Regions from separate parts of the Rattus norvegicus genome. Here region 2 is linked to region 1. The links are chromatin contacts, called in public Hi-C maps. All regions are on one chromosome and are shown on one strand. Each heading gives the region's core, a stretch centred on a gene start, on an enhancer-like site or on the middle of the called end of the contact. The rest is flanking DNA. Distances are from core to core; before and after follow the strand shown. Region 1 holds the start of Atp8b5p (ATPase, class I, type 8B, member 5, pseudogene). Region 2 holds the start of Cimip2b (ciliary microtubule inner protein 2B).

What was found. A called contact is a pair of places that touch in the nucleus more often than the background predicts.
Region 2: a contact with region 1 is called in a Hi-C map of liver, with 2.8 times the contacts expected there. The contact joins the promoter of Cimip2b here to the promoter of Atp8b5p in region 1. A contact is called at or near these places in 9 of 12 Hi-C or Micro-C datasets (Schwann cells, frontal cortex, hepatocytes and 4 more).

What each region holds. Positions count from the first base shown.
Region 1 is chr5:62,297,655-62,305,166 of GRCr8, forward strand. Atp8b5p (ATPase, class I, type 8B, member 5, pseudogene) reads left to right here and starts at 4,559. Exons shown (of 28, transcript XM_063288528.1): 1 at 4,559-4,684. It overlaps Unc13b (unc-13 homolog B), which reads left to right. Exons shown (of 34, transcript NM_022862.3): 33 at 290-449; 34 at 612-2,230. The coding sequence ends at 897.
Region 2 is chr5:62,474,642-62,482,256 of GRCr8, forward strand. Cimip2b (ciliary microtubule inner protein 2B) reads right to left here and starts at 3,171. Exons shown (of 4, transcript XM_063288530.1): 1 at 1-3,171.

The DNA.
Region 1 (7,512 bases), core at 3,309-5,808:
TTAGTGGGAGAGGATGAGGCTAGTCCGGCAGAGTGTGACCCTCTCTTACCATGGCCTCACTCATCTCTTGAAAGCAGGGGCTTTCCCAGTGCTCCGGCTCCATCCTCCCCAAGGGAAACATGACCTAGGGCTTAAGAACTGGGAATACGGGGTTGGGGATTTAGCTCAGTGGTAGAGCGCTTGCCTAGCAAGCAGAAGGCCCTGGGTACGGTCCCCAGCTCAAAAAAAAAAAAAAAAAAGAACTGGGAATACTGGTGGGATCTCTCACAGATCTCCCTTGTTTGGTTAGTGGTAGCAGCCAATGATCTCAAGTGGCAGACAGCAGGTATGTTCCGGCCTTTTGTGGAAGTGACCATGGTTGGCCCACACCAAAGCGATAAGAAGAGGAAGTTCACAACCAAGTCTAAAAGTAACAGCTGGACTCCCAAGTACAACGAGACTTTTCATTTGTAAGTTAAGTTACAGAAAAGGAAACCTATGGAGCTCTGGAACTGGGGAGTGCTGGGTGGTAAGGCTGAAGAAAGTGGGAGTAGACCAACTGGTTAGATGTCAACCTTGGATGGATTGAGCAGAAAATGTTCATTTCTGGCTTTTTATCCCTGTGCTCATAGCCTCCTGGGAAATGAAGAGGGTCCCGAGGCCTATGAATTGCAGATATGCGTGAAGGATTACTGCTTTGCCCGGGAGGATCGTGTGATAGGACTGGCAGTGATGCCCCTGAGGGATGTGGCAGCTAAGGGCAGCTGTGCCTGCTGGTGCCCGTTGGGCCGGAAGATCCACATGGATGAGACAGGCATGACCATTCTCCGGATTCTGTCTCAGAGGAGCAATGATGAGGTAGCCCGAGAGTTCGTGAAGCTCAAGTCAGAGTCTCGATCCATAGAGGAAGGGAGCTGACCATCTCTGCCATCTTTGCCTTGTGTGCCATCCAGACAGCACCCACTGCTCAGATCAGTCAGGGAGAGTTAGCTGTGTAGCCAGCTTAGAGTCCTCGTAGTCAAAAAGCTGACTCTCCCAGTTAAGGATGACTAAGGAGAATCTTGGGGTAGTTAAGACTATGGCTCTTTAGAGAAAAGTCCTGAATCCCCAACCAGTAGGTCTGTGGTGCTAGAAGCTGAGCTGTAGAAGCTACTTCATGGAGAGGTTTTTCCACAAATAGAGAGGGACAGACATTCCAAGAGTGCCAGTTATTCTTGGTAGACAACTGTCCCCTCCACTTCCCACTTCCACCCTTCTCTAAACCACACTTTTCCAGGTAGGCACTTATGTGCTCCTCATTAGAACATGTTTAGAAGGCCTGGAGCTTGTACCTGGCTGACTCCATGATGCACAGTGGAGATTGGCCAGAGCAGGAACACAAAGAATGGAATCCACTGTCACTTGAGCAGCAGGACTGGTTTGTGTGGCTTCAGTGAGAACAAGGCTTGGAAACTGAACAAGATACCTTCTTCTGCAAAGACACCGAGCTATTTCCTTTGCTCAGAATAGCTGTCATAAGTCAAAGCAGGTTCACATGGTGCTTTGGAGCCCTGAGCAGAATATTTCTTTGGAATCCAGGCACCAGGGGTCTCATCTGCCCAGAGTACTCCCAGCTCCCTACTCCTGTAAGCAGGGAGTGATGCTTAGAACACACACACACACATACACACACACACACACACACACACACACACACACATACCACAACACAACACAACACAATATCTTATATGTATAGACTTGAAGGCTAACTAAGGATCCAAGGATATTTTCTTGAGTAGTCCCTGATCAAAGCCAAAAAATAATGGAAAATGGTCTAGAAAGAACTGTTCTCACCCATGGCCACAAGCTTCTGGCCGTCCTCCTTACAGAAAGCATCTAGTCTTTGGCCTTCCTCTTTTCTTTGGGATCAGCTGCTGTTCCCCACGGATTGGTCAAGCATAAAGAAGGAACTTGGACTTTCATTCCTCTGTATGAGCTGGATGGAGGGGGGACTTTAGGACTTGCTGGAAGGTCAAAGACAAACCCTTTCAGCAGGTCAGATGAGCTTCCTGGACTCTTGGTCAGAAATGTAGCTTGATCCTTGGATTTCCTGATAGTAGCCTCCTGAAATTGCTATGGACTCAACATTTTCCACAGTGCGCCACAATACAGGAAACAAACTGAGCATCTTTGCTGTTTTTAATTATTATATGTGCCATTATTATGGGAAATTGTAGGGTAGACTTTAATAAATTATCTTATAACAACTTTTGGAGTCTGGAATTCTGTAAATATTTGGAAAACTATAAAAATGATTGTCATGTTTATTCATAGCTTTTGGACTAATAACCCCTGGTTACACTCCCCCTCCCCACTCCACTTATAGCCAATGGTGGAAACTAAGTGTTCTGAATGACCACTGACTCCACAGTCATTAGGCTGATTCATTTTGGTTTTGACTGAGACAACCAGTCTGATAAACAGTCTTGTTACATAGGACATCAGCTTCCTGCAAAAGGTGCAGAAGGGAAGGAGCTGACAGGTGCCACAGAAAAGTAGTCCATGCTTCCTCCTTCCTTGTCCAGGATCACTGGGGCAGATCACAGCCTGGGCAGAGGAGAGAGGCAGAGCAGAGCAGAGTATAGCATAGGGCCCAGGCTGCTGTGACAGCCCAGGCTGGGCTTTTTGCCCCAGCTCTTGAAGGCAGATAATCTGTGGTAGCAAAACTTGGAAGGTAGAGAAAGGAAGGTTAAAATGAGGCCTCATGGAATCAGAAAATACAGACCTCATAAACTCCTTCCTACCACAGCTAGCACCTGCAACAGGAAACTGGACCCACTTCCATTGTGTGCTAAATAGAGACTTTCTATTCAGTTGCCCGGTCATTTTAAAGCTTCTTCCTTCTCCCACTCCCCTCCTAAAACAGCTACTTTCTGTCCTGTGCATCAAAATTGTCCCCAGGGCCTGGGTAGGGCGGCTCACATGTTAAGAGCAACAGTTGGGAGATAGACATTTGGATCTCCGTGAATCTGCGGCCAGCTTGGTCCACATGGCAGTTCCAGGCTACAGTTAGACCATGCTGATAAATGGAATGTTCCTGGAAACCTACTACCTACTTTCTAGTTCCACTACCACTAGTTGTCACGGGACTTGATTGGGTTCGTTTTCTCTGCCAGTTGAAGAGCTACAAGCAGAGCGGGGGGAAAAAAATCTCAGCTGTGACAGACAGGTAGCTATAGAGAAATTGCAAAAGGGCAGATTCAGCAGTTGGAAGAAAGCTTTTTATTAAAAGTGAGAAAACATTCCTATTCAGCAGGGACTGTCCTGCAAAGGAGAGAGAGAGAGACTCTTCTGCAAAGCAGAAGCCCAGCTTCTTGATGGCTAGGAACTTGTCAAGTGTGAAGGTTCTTCCTCCCCTAATTTAGGGTTGGTGTGTTTAAAAAAAGACAGGACAGTTAGTTGGTTGGCCTACAACTATTGTATAACCATGTCCTGACCTGTCTTGAACTTGCTGAGCCAGTCCCTCAGCAGGGGCCCCACTGGCAGGAGGAGTTTTTAAAAAAGCCCATAAGACAACCACCACCTCCTCCTCCTCCTCCTCCTCCTCCTCCTCCTCCTCCTCCTCCTCCTCCTCTTCCTAACCTGTTACAGAAGTGCTCCTCCGTGCTCTGATGTTCCTTTTCTGGTTTAATTTATTTATTTTACATTCCGGCCTTTGTCTCAGGTCAAGAGGGTAAAGAAGAAGCCAGGCATCTTGGAAGTTCACAGTCTTTATTACTTAGTCATGACCCCTCATGTTTGTATCAGGGACTCTGTCTAACTTCTCGTCCCTCGTATTTTTTTATTTCCCCTCCCCTGGATCGCGGATAAACCCCAGCCTTTGTTCCTGCTCTCTTTTTAAAAAGTACTTTAAAGTTGTATGTACTTTCGTGTGTATGGGTGTTTGCCTGCATGTATGCTAGTGCACCACCTGGGTGCCTGGTACCCACAGAGGTCAAAGGAGGCATCAGATTCTGGAACTGGAGTTATGGATGGTTGTGAGACACCATATGGATGTTCTCTGCAAGAACAAGTGCTTTTAACCACTAAGCTATCTCTCTGGGTCCTTCCTCTTTTCAGGTCAAAGCTACTCAGTGGTCACCTTGGCTTCTAAGCTGAAACTTAAGTCTCACCAGGAGGGCACACCCACCACATATCCACACACACAATCCTGCAGCTGACTGAATTATTGCCCTTATAGTTCCCTACATACTTGTGCACTGTGCCCCTCGGTGCTGCTTTACATTCTTGGGTCCTTGTTAATGTCTAGCCACCCTTTCCACTACCTTCTATATTAGTCTGTCACCTCTGGAAGCCATTGGGACTCGACCAACTCTGGCAGCACTCTCCATTGCCATTCTCCCCTCATTAGCATGTAGTTAGCCCCCGGAAGGATCTGAGGATTTCATCTCTACAGGACTCAGCCATCTCAGGGATTTAGGACCCAACTACTTCAAAGCCAGACTTTTCATCTGCTGTATCCTGGTTAGGGCGAGGGTAGCAGAAAGACGGGGGCGTGGCTGGAGACGGGGGCGTGGCTGGAGACGGGGGCGTGGCTGGAGACGCCCGTGGCAGCGCGTGGGTGGGCAGGTCCAGCCCTGGGCGGAAGCTGTGGCTCTGTGGCACCTGCGCAGAAAGGTGCGTTAAGATGGAGGTTGCTGGAGTAGAAGGCTGTGAGGCGACGGTAAGTAGGGGGCGCCCGAGGAGAAGTTACGGTTTTCTTTCTGACAGCTTTGCTTGGAGACCTTATATTACTTGAACTACGGTTGCTAAGCCTCCTACTTCTTTGAGAACTATTGTAATACTCACCAAGAGAACTCTGTCAGTACTCCTTAAATATACAGGTTTCCCTGGCGCGCTCCTAGAGATGTCTTTGTCCATACACTTCAAGTTTTTATTCTCTGCCAGATAGCACCCAAAGGGCACACATTTGTCCATCTAATCCTTAAATCAGGTTAACCCTAAGTCTCCCAGCTGTTAGCCCTAGTAACTAAGGAAGTTTGCACATTTCCCCCAGAGTGTTAAGATTCTTGGGCATTTGCTGTCATTCTCATCCTTTTAATGCCTACTTGACAGGAAAAATTAAACTCTCTACCACGAACAGATTTTCTAATGTGAAACTGAGTAGGTATTTATGTATCCGAGGAACTGCCAAGGTAGACATTGTTACTTTGCCTTGAGATAGGGTCTTGCAGGATAGCCCTAACTGGCTTGAAACTCACTGTGTAGACCAGACTGCTCAGCAACTTGTATTGATCCTCCTGCCTCTGCCTCCTGGCTGGTAGGATCATAAGTATAAATTGTGTTTGGGGCCCTTGGAGGCCAGAAGAGAGCACCACATCCCCTGAGACTGTAGTTAAAGAGCAATAGCAGCTGCCATGTGTGGGAACTCAGTGCTACTGGAAGAGTAGCGTTTCTCCAGCCCCTTGATAAAGTATCAAACAAAAGAAGAGTAGAGAAAATTCCAGGTCTTCTAGAAGGTATGAACTAGCAGATTTTTAAAGGCTAGAATCACTTCCTTTAGCCTAAGTGTGTGGCATGTCTGTTCACAACACATGTTTTGCATGATCATCCCAGACCCAGGAGCAGAAAGGAAAAACTGAAAAAGCAATATAAAAATGGCAAAAATGGTATTGAAGCCAGAATCAGAAGACATAAATATGAGTCTCAGTGCTTATACGTAGTGTTCAGGAGTCTGGCCTTTAGCATAACAGTTTTCTGCAATTGATATTTGGAGTGGTAATTCCTGCCATATCTAACTTAGAGGGGGTGAGATGGACGTTGAAAACTATAAATTTTCTCTATGTGAATACAGAAGTTTTATGCAGAATCCTCTGTGTTCTGATAAAGTAACTCTGTCCCAAGTTCAAGGAAAATATATTTGTTGAGCAATTCCTATATGTCAAGTATTCTTCTAGGTCCAGGCCCTAGCATTGGATAAGAGACAAATAACCCATCAGCATATTAATTACTTAAGTATCTAGTGCAGACTCAACAGCATAGTGAAGTAATAGGAAGAATCTAAATTCTAGACTTAACTCTGCTGCTGTATATCTATGAAAAAGACTCTTGTATGCCAACCTGACTATCTGCGTCTGTGAAATGCGGAGTTAAGGCAGCCTCAAATGTTCTTTCCAGTTGAACTTACCTAACGTAATGAATTTATTGCCTCCCAAGAATGCCCCTATCGAAACAGCTGAACGGTCAGAGAACCATAAGGACAAGTACTAAAGTCACAGTGGGTTCAGCACAGCAGTAGTAAACAGCAGAGTTGTTCAGTAGTAGAGTGCTCAGAGACTTCATGGAAGGCTAGGCAGACTGGGAAAGATGGAGACTGGAGTAGAAAAAGAGAAGGGGCCCTTGAAGGTATTGGAACGTGAATGGAACTTCAAATGAATAAAGCATTCATCTCTTCTTAATCCCCTTTAAAAGATTTTTACATTTTTTAAAGATTTATTTTATTTATTTATTATATATAAGTACACTGTAGCTGTCTTCAGACACACCAGAAGAGGGCCTGATCTCATTACAGATGGTTGTGAGCCACCATGTGGTTGCTGGGAATTGAACTCAGGACCTTTGGAAGAGCAGTCAGTGCTCTTAACCACTGAGCCATCTCTCCAGCCCCAAATTTTTACATTTTAATTATGTGTATTGGTCTGTGTTTGGGTATGTGCACTTGCGTGCCAGTGCTTACTGAAGCCATCAGACCCCTCTGGAGCTGAAGTTACAGGCTGTTGGGAACTGCCTGATATAGGTGCTTGGAATCAAACTGTGGTCCTCTGCAAGAGCAGTACATACTCTGAACCACTGAGCCATCTCTTCAGCCTCCATGTATCAGTTTTCTGATGTAGCAATCAGAGACTTAGCAGAAAGACAGTTGATACAGTCATAAAGATTTGACCTAAGGGCCTGGTCAGTGATAAAGGAACTATGAAGGAGTAAACACAAGGATTAGCAGCAGCAGTGAGTAGCTCTCCTAAGGCTGAGAGGATAAAGGCAAAGGACTGTTCATACAGAGTCAGGCTGGAGCCACAGCTCTGGGAGGAGGAGCTTCCAGACAAGAGCTGTGGTCTTAGGTGGTGAAAATCACGGCAGGAACTTGAACAAGGTGCAGAGGAATGATTACCCTAATATTCCCCATGCCCTTCACTTACTAGCTAGTACTCCATCTACCCTGGATGCCCACTTTACATTAGGTCCTTTCTTACATGCCAAAATACCTTCTCCAGCCAAGGTCTCAAAGTGTAAGTGAACTGACTGAATGAAGGAAAAGATAACCTCAATCCCCAGAAACCTGTTGCTCATTATAATGACTCTGGCTTTTAATGGGAGAAAGCTAAGAAGTCATCGAAAAGTTCTACAGTATCCTTAACTTCCGACATCAGCATTTTTAAATCATTCACTGGAGGAATCACCTGGATTTTTGTTCAGTGAGCTTTGATCACTTTAAAATTATTTAGATGCTGAGTTCTTTTTTTTTTTTCTTTTTTTTTTTCTTTTTTTTTTTTC
Region 2 (7,615 bases), core at 1,921-4,420, 180 kb after region 1:
TAGGCCCTTCCTGGCTGAAGAGAGGGGGTTGTGGTACCCGGTGAGGCTTGTAGAAAGAGGCTTCAAGAAGAGTTTGAGTCATCCAGAGAGAGATAATGGGGTGGGGACGGGGCAAGCCTAGAGACTGTAGGCATGGTCAGTAAGGTAATTGGAATTAATACAGGGGTTATTTACTGGATGGCTGCTATACTCCATCCACTCATTGATATGCCCTGCTCGGCTCAGCACCCTGAGGATGGCAGGATGCACCATGCAGAAGGTCCATGAGCCTCTGGGTAAAACTGAGCCGCTGTCCTCATGTGCAACTGCAGATGGTATTGTTTACCACCTGCTCTGAAGCCCAAATTAATCTATACCTGTATGCCAGAGCTGGAAACACAGACCTGCCACATGCTCAGCAAGTCCTCTACCACCCAAGTATATACCCAGGACACAGAGATATGAACTCAGAAGAATGTGGAGCGGGGGCAAGAACTGGGGCGTAAGGCCCAGCAGGCCTTGGCTTCTGTCTGAGGGCCTCAACCTCTTGGAGTAGATACCTTAACTTCCTCTGCCCCCAACTTCTCCGATCTCCAGTGTGAGGGTTAAAATGCCTGAGCTTACTAAGGCTCTGAGGGTCAGCAGCCTCGCTGAGCTAAGTGAAAGGAGCAGCTACTAAGGCCTCAGGAGGACGCCTCGCCTTCTGACACAGAATGCTGGTGAGTGGTAACGCCGTGGGAGGGAGAGAGGAGGCCCCCACTCAGAGAGTTCAGGGAAGGAGAGTCGTGTAAGGATAAAGGACTGAAACCAGCAGACAAGCCAACTCTGCATTTTAAAACTCTCTAGATTGTTAGCCTGGGCTACTAACCCTCTGGATAAGATGGAGGAAATATGCCGTAGCCGGACCTGGGGGATAGCCTTCAATCCTCAGGAGAGACACAAGAGGAGATGAGGTTGTTTTCTGCCTCTAGATGGTCCTTGAGGTGATGGTGGAACGCTTGAGCAGACATCTTGAACCCTTGAGAATGCTTACCCAGGACATCGCCTCTGAGAGTGACTGAGCAGCTGAATTGACCCGCTTTTCTATTCCATTATTGTTAAGGTCACTTTCTTTCACTTAGAGCCTAAGTGTCATTCCTTAAAGACTTCAAAAGCTAAACAGGCTCAAAGCTAAACGAGGCAGCACACTCCTCTAACGCTAGCACTTGGGAGGTGAGGCAGGAGGATTACCTGCCTGGCCTAACATAGCCCAACCATGTCTTAAAGCACACAGTTGGCTCAGACTTTTAACCTCACTCCATGTTGAGCCTACCCACATTCATTGCCCCTCAGTTCTCGAGGCTGAAACACAGGATGATGGATGTCACTGCTTCCTAGAGTAAAGCAGACAGCATGGGACATGCAGGCGCTCAGTGTTTTGTGCTAAGTTGCTAAGACAACCGCAGCCCATAATATTTGGTGGAAATGGGGAAGAAGACTCAAGGGCAGCTGCGGATGTGGGGGTAGGGAAGAGGATGAAATAGAAAAGTGGACAGGTTACAGTTCAAAGCCGAGGGTTAGAGAGAACGGTCTCCCCACCTCCACACCCCCACCCCACCCCCGTGGGAGAGGTGACTGAGGACAGTCTCACAGAGCCCACACTCACTGTGTAGTTGTGAGTGACCCTGAACTGCTGATCTCCTGCCTCCACCTCCTGAGTGGTGGTTATAGGCACGGGCCACCAAGCCTGCAGAAGAGATAGTAGCAGTGAGACTCAGGGTGTGAGTTAAAGCGAAACCACATGCTTAAAGCAAAGTGACTCGGTGGCAGGTCACTTACTGCGTACACACAAGGCTCTGGTCAAGTCCCTAGCATTGCAACTTTTTTTTTAACAAGAGGAAACAGGTTAGGAGCTGGTGACATAGTTCACTTGGTAGGTGCCTGACTATCGTGCTTTATCATCTGCCACGCCCACCCCATAATCACAGTGCTTGGGAGATAGAAGCAAGAGAATGGGGAGGGAGTGGAGAGGGGTCAAAGTCATCCTTATCTATATAGGGAGTTTGAGGTTAGCCTGGGCTACATGAAAAACAAAACATCAGACTTTGTCTAGATGTGTGTTATTTATGTGAGAAAGTGTGTTCTCGTTAGTGGGATAGCCTTGTTTCCCATCTCTGTAAAGGATATTTGTTAAGCCCTTGAAGAGTATTCTAACCAGAAAAACAGTGTAATGGCTCGCGAACCGGAACGCTCATGACCTCTGTGCCTCCCTCCGCTAGGGGTCGCCACAGTAACACAAACCACTCAAGGGAGCTGCCATACCTGATATCAGTGTTGGGTGTGGCTGCCCACCCACAAAACAAAGGTCCAGTTAGAGAAGCCGCAGCCTGCCTGGGCCACACTGGGCCAGAATTGCAGCCACAGCTTTCAGGCCTCCCTTGATCCTCTCGTAAGTTTCATGTGGTTCCCAGTCCACTGCCTGACCAGTAAGTCACCCCTGGGCAAGCATATGTCACCAGCAGGATGAGCAAAAGTGGGACACAGTTGCTCACACCTGAAGTTCCAACATTCTGGAGAGTAAGGAAGGATTTCCAAGAGTTCAGAGCCAGCCTAGACTACAGAATGAAACCATTAATCACACACACACACACACACACACACACACACACACACACACACCGAAAACTAAAATAGAAAATACCAGACCTTTGAGAACTCTCTCCCAAAATTGCAACAAGAAGTGAGAAGTCCCCACCCCCTAAATTACATAGAACACAATACTTATTAGTTATAAAAAAAAAAAAATAGGGGCTGGAGAGGTGGCTCAGTGTTTAAGAACATGCTGACTGCTCTCCCAAAAGACGGGTTCAATTCCCAGCATCTACATGGCAGCTCACAACTGTGTGTCACTCCAGTTCCAGAAGATCCAAAACTGTCACACAAACATACATTCAGGCAAAACACCAATGCACACAAAATAAAAAATAAATCATTAAAAGGAAAGAAAGATTTTCTTTTTTAAATATAGACTCCAGGGCATAATCCCAGGAGTTAAGAGATAGGGAGGAGAGAACCGGGGGTTTAAGATCATCCTCAATGACCTCAGCTACATGGCAAGTTCAAGGCCAGCCTAAGTGGTCAATTTAAAATACATACCATAGATACAATAGAGCTGTTTTAAAAAGAAACGCTAGAATGATAGCCTAGATTCCAGACGTTTACCTTAGACGTCATGAGACAAAATAGGAGTGTTGCTTACCGGCTTGCTCCCCCTGACATGCTCAGCCTGATTCCCCATAGAACCCAGGACCTCCAGCCCAGGGGCGGCCCCACCCACAGTGGGCTGCGCCCTCTGCCTCACTGGCTTGCCCACAGCACGGTCTGAGGGAGGCCTTTGTTTAATTGAGGGTCCCTCCTCTCAGGTGACTCTAACTGTGTCACAGTGACATAGAACTAGCCAGCCATAGGCATGTGCATCCATATACATACTCAGTACAAAATGCGTCTGAGTTGTTTGACTACAAGTTTTACATTGGCCTTCTACAGTTTGTGAGTGTGGTCACGAGAACAGCCCCTGAGAAGTTACAAGACAGAGTGGGAAAAAAGAGGAAAGGAAAGGAAAGATGACTGCCCAGGGATGCTGGAGGAGACGTGTATTATAAAATGCGGGCGATCATAGTCAAAGCCAGGGACTCTGGGAGACTCCAGAGTGGGCGTGACATGACCCTGAGCCCTGTGGGGTTGGGGGGAGGGGAGAAGAGGGGACAGAGAGGGACCAGGTGCAGCAGCAGGAGGCCCAAAGAGAGCAGCTAACCAAAGTGACTGGATTGTATAGAGAAGAGCAGCCCAACCTCCTGGGCTGGAGAGTTCTGGGGAGGGGGCGGAGTGTGCCAGCTAGGAAGGCCCTGTAACAGGGGTACGGAGACCAGGCTGTTGGCATGTGCTTCGGTATGTCCTAGGGTCAAGCCTACCACGTAACACTAGACTTATGTGCTACTTTAGAAATTCACTTCCTACATCATTGTTTAGAATAATGCCCTCCTGACCTCCGCCAATGTCAACAGTCTAGCTTGAACTTAACTTGGATCACTGGAGTCTGTGCAGGAGGTGTGAACCGGAGACACTGAAAGCAGCTACACACGGGCTTTTCTTCCCCAAATACCTGGCAGAAACAACATCTTGGAGGAAGGATTTTTTTGTTTGTTTGTGGTTTCTCAGATCTCAGCCCGTCATGGCAGCAAGCACACCAGGAGTTCAAGGCCAGGCTTAGCCACATAGTGAGCTGGAGGCCAGCTTGACCTACATAGGAACACTGTTTCAAAAACTAAGCCAACCGGGGTTGGGGATTTAGCTCAGTGGTAGAGCGCTTGCCTAGGAAGCGCAAGGCCCTGGGTTGGGTTAAGCCAACCAAAACAAAATGCCTTAACCCCAATCAGTGCCATAAGACAGCAGCTATTCTTACAACTCTGTGGATTGGCTGAGGTTGGCTCTCTACCATGGGGCTGGTGAGAGCCTTTGCCCTCTTCCCACCTCTCCCCAGGTTCCCTCCTAGACCAGCAGGTTAGTCCGGGCATGCTCTCATAGCGACCGGAGGGGAGGGCAACGTGCACATCTATGGAGTTTGCTTGTATGCCTGCTCGATTGTGTAGAAAGATGCCTAGCTCGGCAGTGCAAAGCTCGGCCTGTGAGTGAGTGTTTCCAGAGACTAGATCCTGAGGGCTCTTCTCCAAATAATGCTTTCATCCACTGACAGATCCAGACTCTGAATCCAACTCTGGGTGTTGGTACGACTGCAAGGCGGGCCTGGTTGGGAGCAATAGCGGACTCCTTATTCTGGTCCTTTCCTGTTAGCAGCTCTGCTCCTGGTCTGCCTGCCTCTGCCTCCCAAGTGATCACAATCACAGATGTGCACCATGATGTCTGGCTACATGACTGAGATTTGATATAGCCTGTTACATGGCACTCTTCTGATAATAGGTAGTTGATGTAAGTTACTACTCAAAATACCCGTATAGTAAACATTACACTTAAATGTTAATATCATGGCTTTAAAGATCGAGTCAGTGACTTGGTTCAGTAGATAAAGTTGCTTGTCCCCACTCCTAATGGACCCCAGTGTGATGCTGGGGTCCACATGATAGAAGAGAAGCTACTCTACTCCGACAAGTTGTCCTCTGACCTCCAAATGCATACCATGGCATGTGTACACACACACACACACACACACACACACACACACACACACACACACAAATAAATGCAAACTCAAATGTAATTTTTAAAATACTGATCAGGCCCAGTATGGTGTCCCACACCTTTAACTCCAGCACTCCAGAGGTAGAGGCAGGTGGATCCCAGTGAGATTGAGGCCAGCCTGGTCTACATATTGAGTTGAGGATAGCCAGGGCTACACGGAGAAACCCTGCCTCAAAATAAATCTTTAAAAAAAAAAAAAGAGGGGTTGGGGATTTGGCTCAGTGGTAGAGTGCTTACCTAGGAAGCGCAAGGTCCTGGGTTCGGTCCCCAGCCCCGGAAAAAAAAAAAAAAAAGGAAAAAAGAAAAAGAAAAAAAAAAAAAGAATATTCTGGGGAAAGCGGGGACTGCAGGTGTGATTCTGATAAGCACTTGCCTGGCCCTGGGTTGGATTCCTAGAACTGAAAACAAACAAAAAGCCCAACACCTTTGTAGAACAGCTGTTCTCAACCTGTGGGTCAGGACCCTTTGAGGTCAAACAACCCTTTTACATGGGTCTCCTAAGACCATCTGAAAACACATTTGCATTACAATTTATAACAGTAGCAAAATTAGTTATGAAGTAGCAAGGAAGTAACTTTATGATTGGAGATCACCACAACATGAGGAACTGTATTAAAGGGTAGCAGAGTTAGGAAGGTTGAAAAGAAACATTATAAAAGGGCAAAGGCATTAATTAACATGGAGGCCTGAAAGGAGGGTACTGTGAGAGCCCAGCCAAGAGATGGGAAGTGGAACACTGGGTCAGAGGTCGCAGGGTGTGCAAAGTGCTCACGCTGCAGACAGATTTCAGCGACGTCTCAGGGTGTTTGCTGATGAGCTGGGTACAGGAGACAGGAGTCAGGGCTAACTCAGTTTTCTCACCTGAGCACTTATGGGACTTACTGAGATGGGGAACACTTAGAGGGAAGTTGGGATTAAAAGAAAAATCAAGTTTTTGTGCCAGGCCTGGTGACGCACATCTTTAGTCCCAGCATTCGAGAGGCAGAGGCAGGCAGATCTCTGAGTGTGAGGCCAGCCTGGTCTACCTAGAAAGTTCTAAGAACTACGTAGAGAGGCCTTATTTTTTTTTCTTTTCTTTTTTTCTTTTTTCTTTTTTTTAATAGTTTTTGTATCCGTTGATTTGTTCTGTTTTGGCCGTTTTGCTTGAGATAGCCCAGTCTGGCCTCCAGCTCTGTGTAGCTAAAAATGGCCTTGAATTATTGATCCTCCTGCCTTCATCTTCCAAGAGTTGGGCTGGCCCATTCATTCTTTAGAAACACATATTCAGGTGAAGGTAATGAGTCATCAATATAATTGAACAGTCTGAAGTTCAGAGGCAAGGGCAGGCCAACAGAAAGAACTGGGGGATTCCTCAACAGAGGAGTCTTTAACTTAGGGATCAACGGTTACCTCCGTTGCTGTGCAGTATACCTGACATAGACAACTTAAGGAGAAAGGCTTTACTCTGGCTCAGTGAGGGTATAGTCCATCGTGGTGAGGAAGTCAGGACAGCAGGGCATGGAAGCAGCTGGCCACATGTGTCAGGAAGAGGGTCTCCATGGACGGTGATGCCCAGGAACCTTCCTCTTCCTCACATAGTCTGTAATAGGAACTCTTATTCTCCTGTTTAATTGTCCTCTCTGAGGCTTACTGCCTCAGTCCGCTAACCTAGGCCTTGGCCTGGAAGCTTCTAGCCTCCATACAATCTAATATAGGTCTAGAATGTCTTCTGTCTCTGAGACTTACTGCTGAATAGTATGCTCGCTCTTTTGTAGTTCTTTCTGAACTCTGATTGGTTGGTTCAACTCAGCTGTTCTGGTTCAAACTCCTCCAAGATGACTGATTCAACCTGGCTTCTCTCCGCTTCTCGCTAAATTACTCTGCTTGGCCTCAAACTAACTTTGGCAATCTGTCCTGATCTTCTGTCTCCTTCTCGTTCTCTGGTTCATTGTCTTCATCTGTGTCTAGCTTGTTCTCCCTGCAACCTGTCTCTGTAAAATTCTCCCAGTAAAACTGCCCCTTCTCCTTTCTATCTCTTTCTCTGCGCTACTCTCTCTTAAGTAGCCTCTCTTTCCTCTCTGTTCTCATGGGAGTTGGGCATAACCTATTCTGTTAAATCTTTCTCTGATTCATCACTTGGCCTGCCACTCAATTAGGCATCACTTTCAAAAACGGGTGCTTCTTCTACAAACTAACTTTACCTTCATTGTTTGGGGTTAAAGATGTGTGCTAAGAGTGTGTCTGTATTCCAGCCAGAGGGACTAAATAAAGGTATATACTAAGGGCTGAGCCCCACCACAACTGGAAACAGGTTTTTCCGGGACATAGCATCATCTCAGGGTTCGCAATGTGATCAAATATCCTGTAGTCCAGGACCCAAGCCCAGGGAAGCCCACCTTCCACCCAAGTGGCTCTTCCTTCT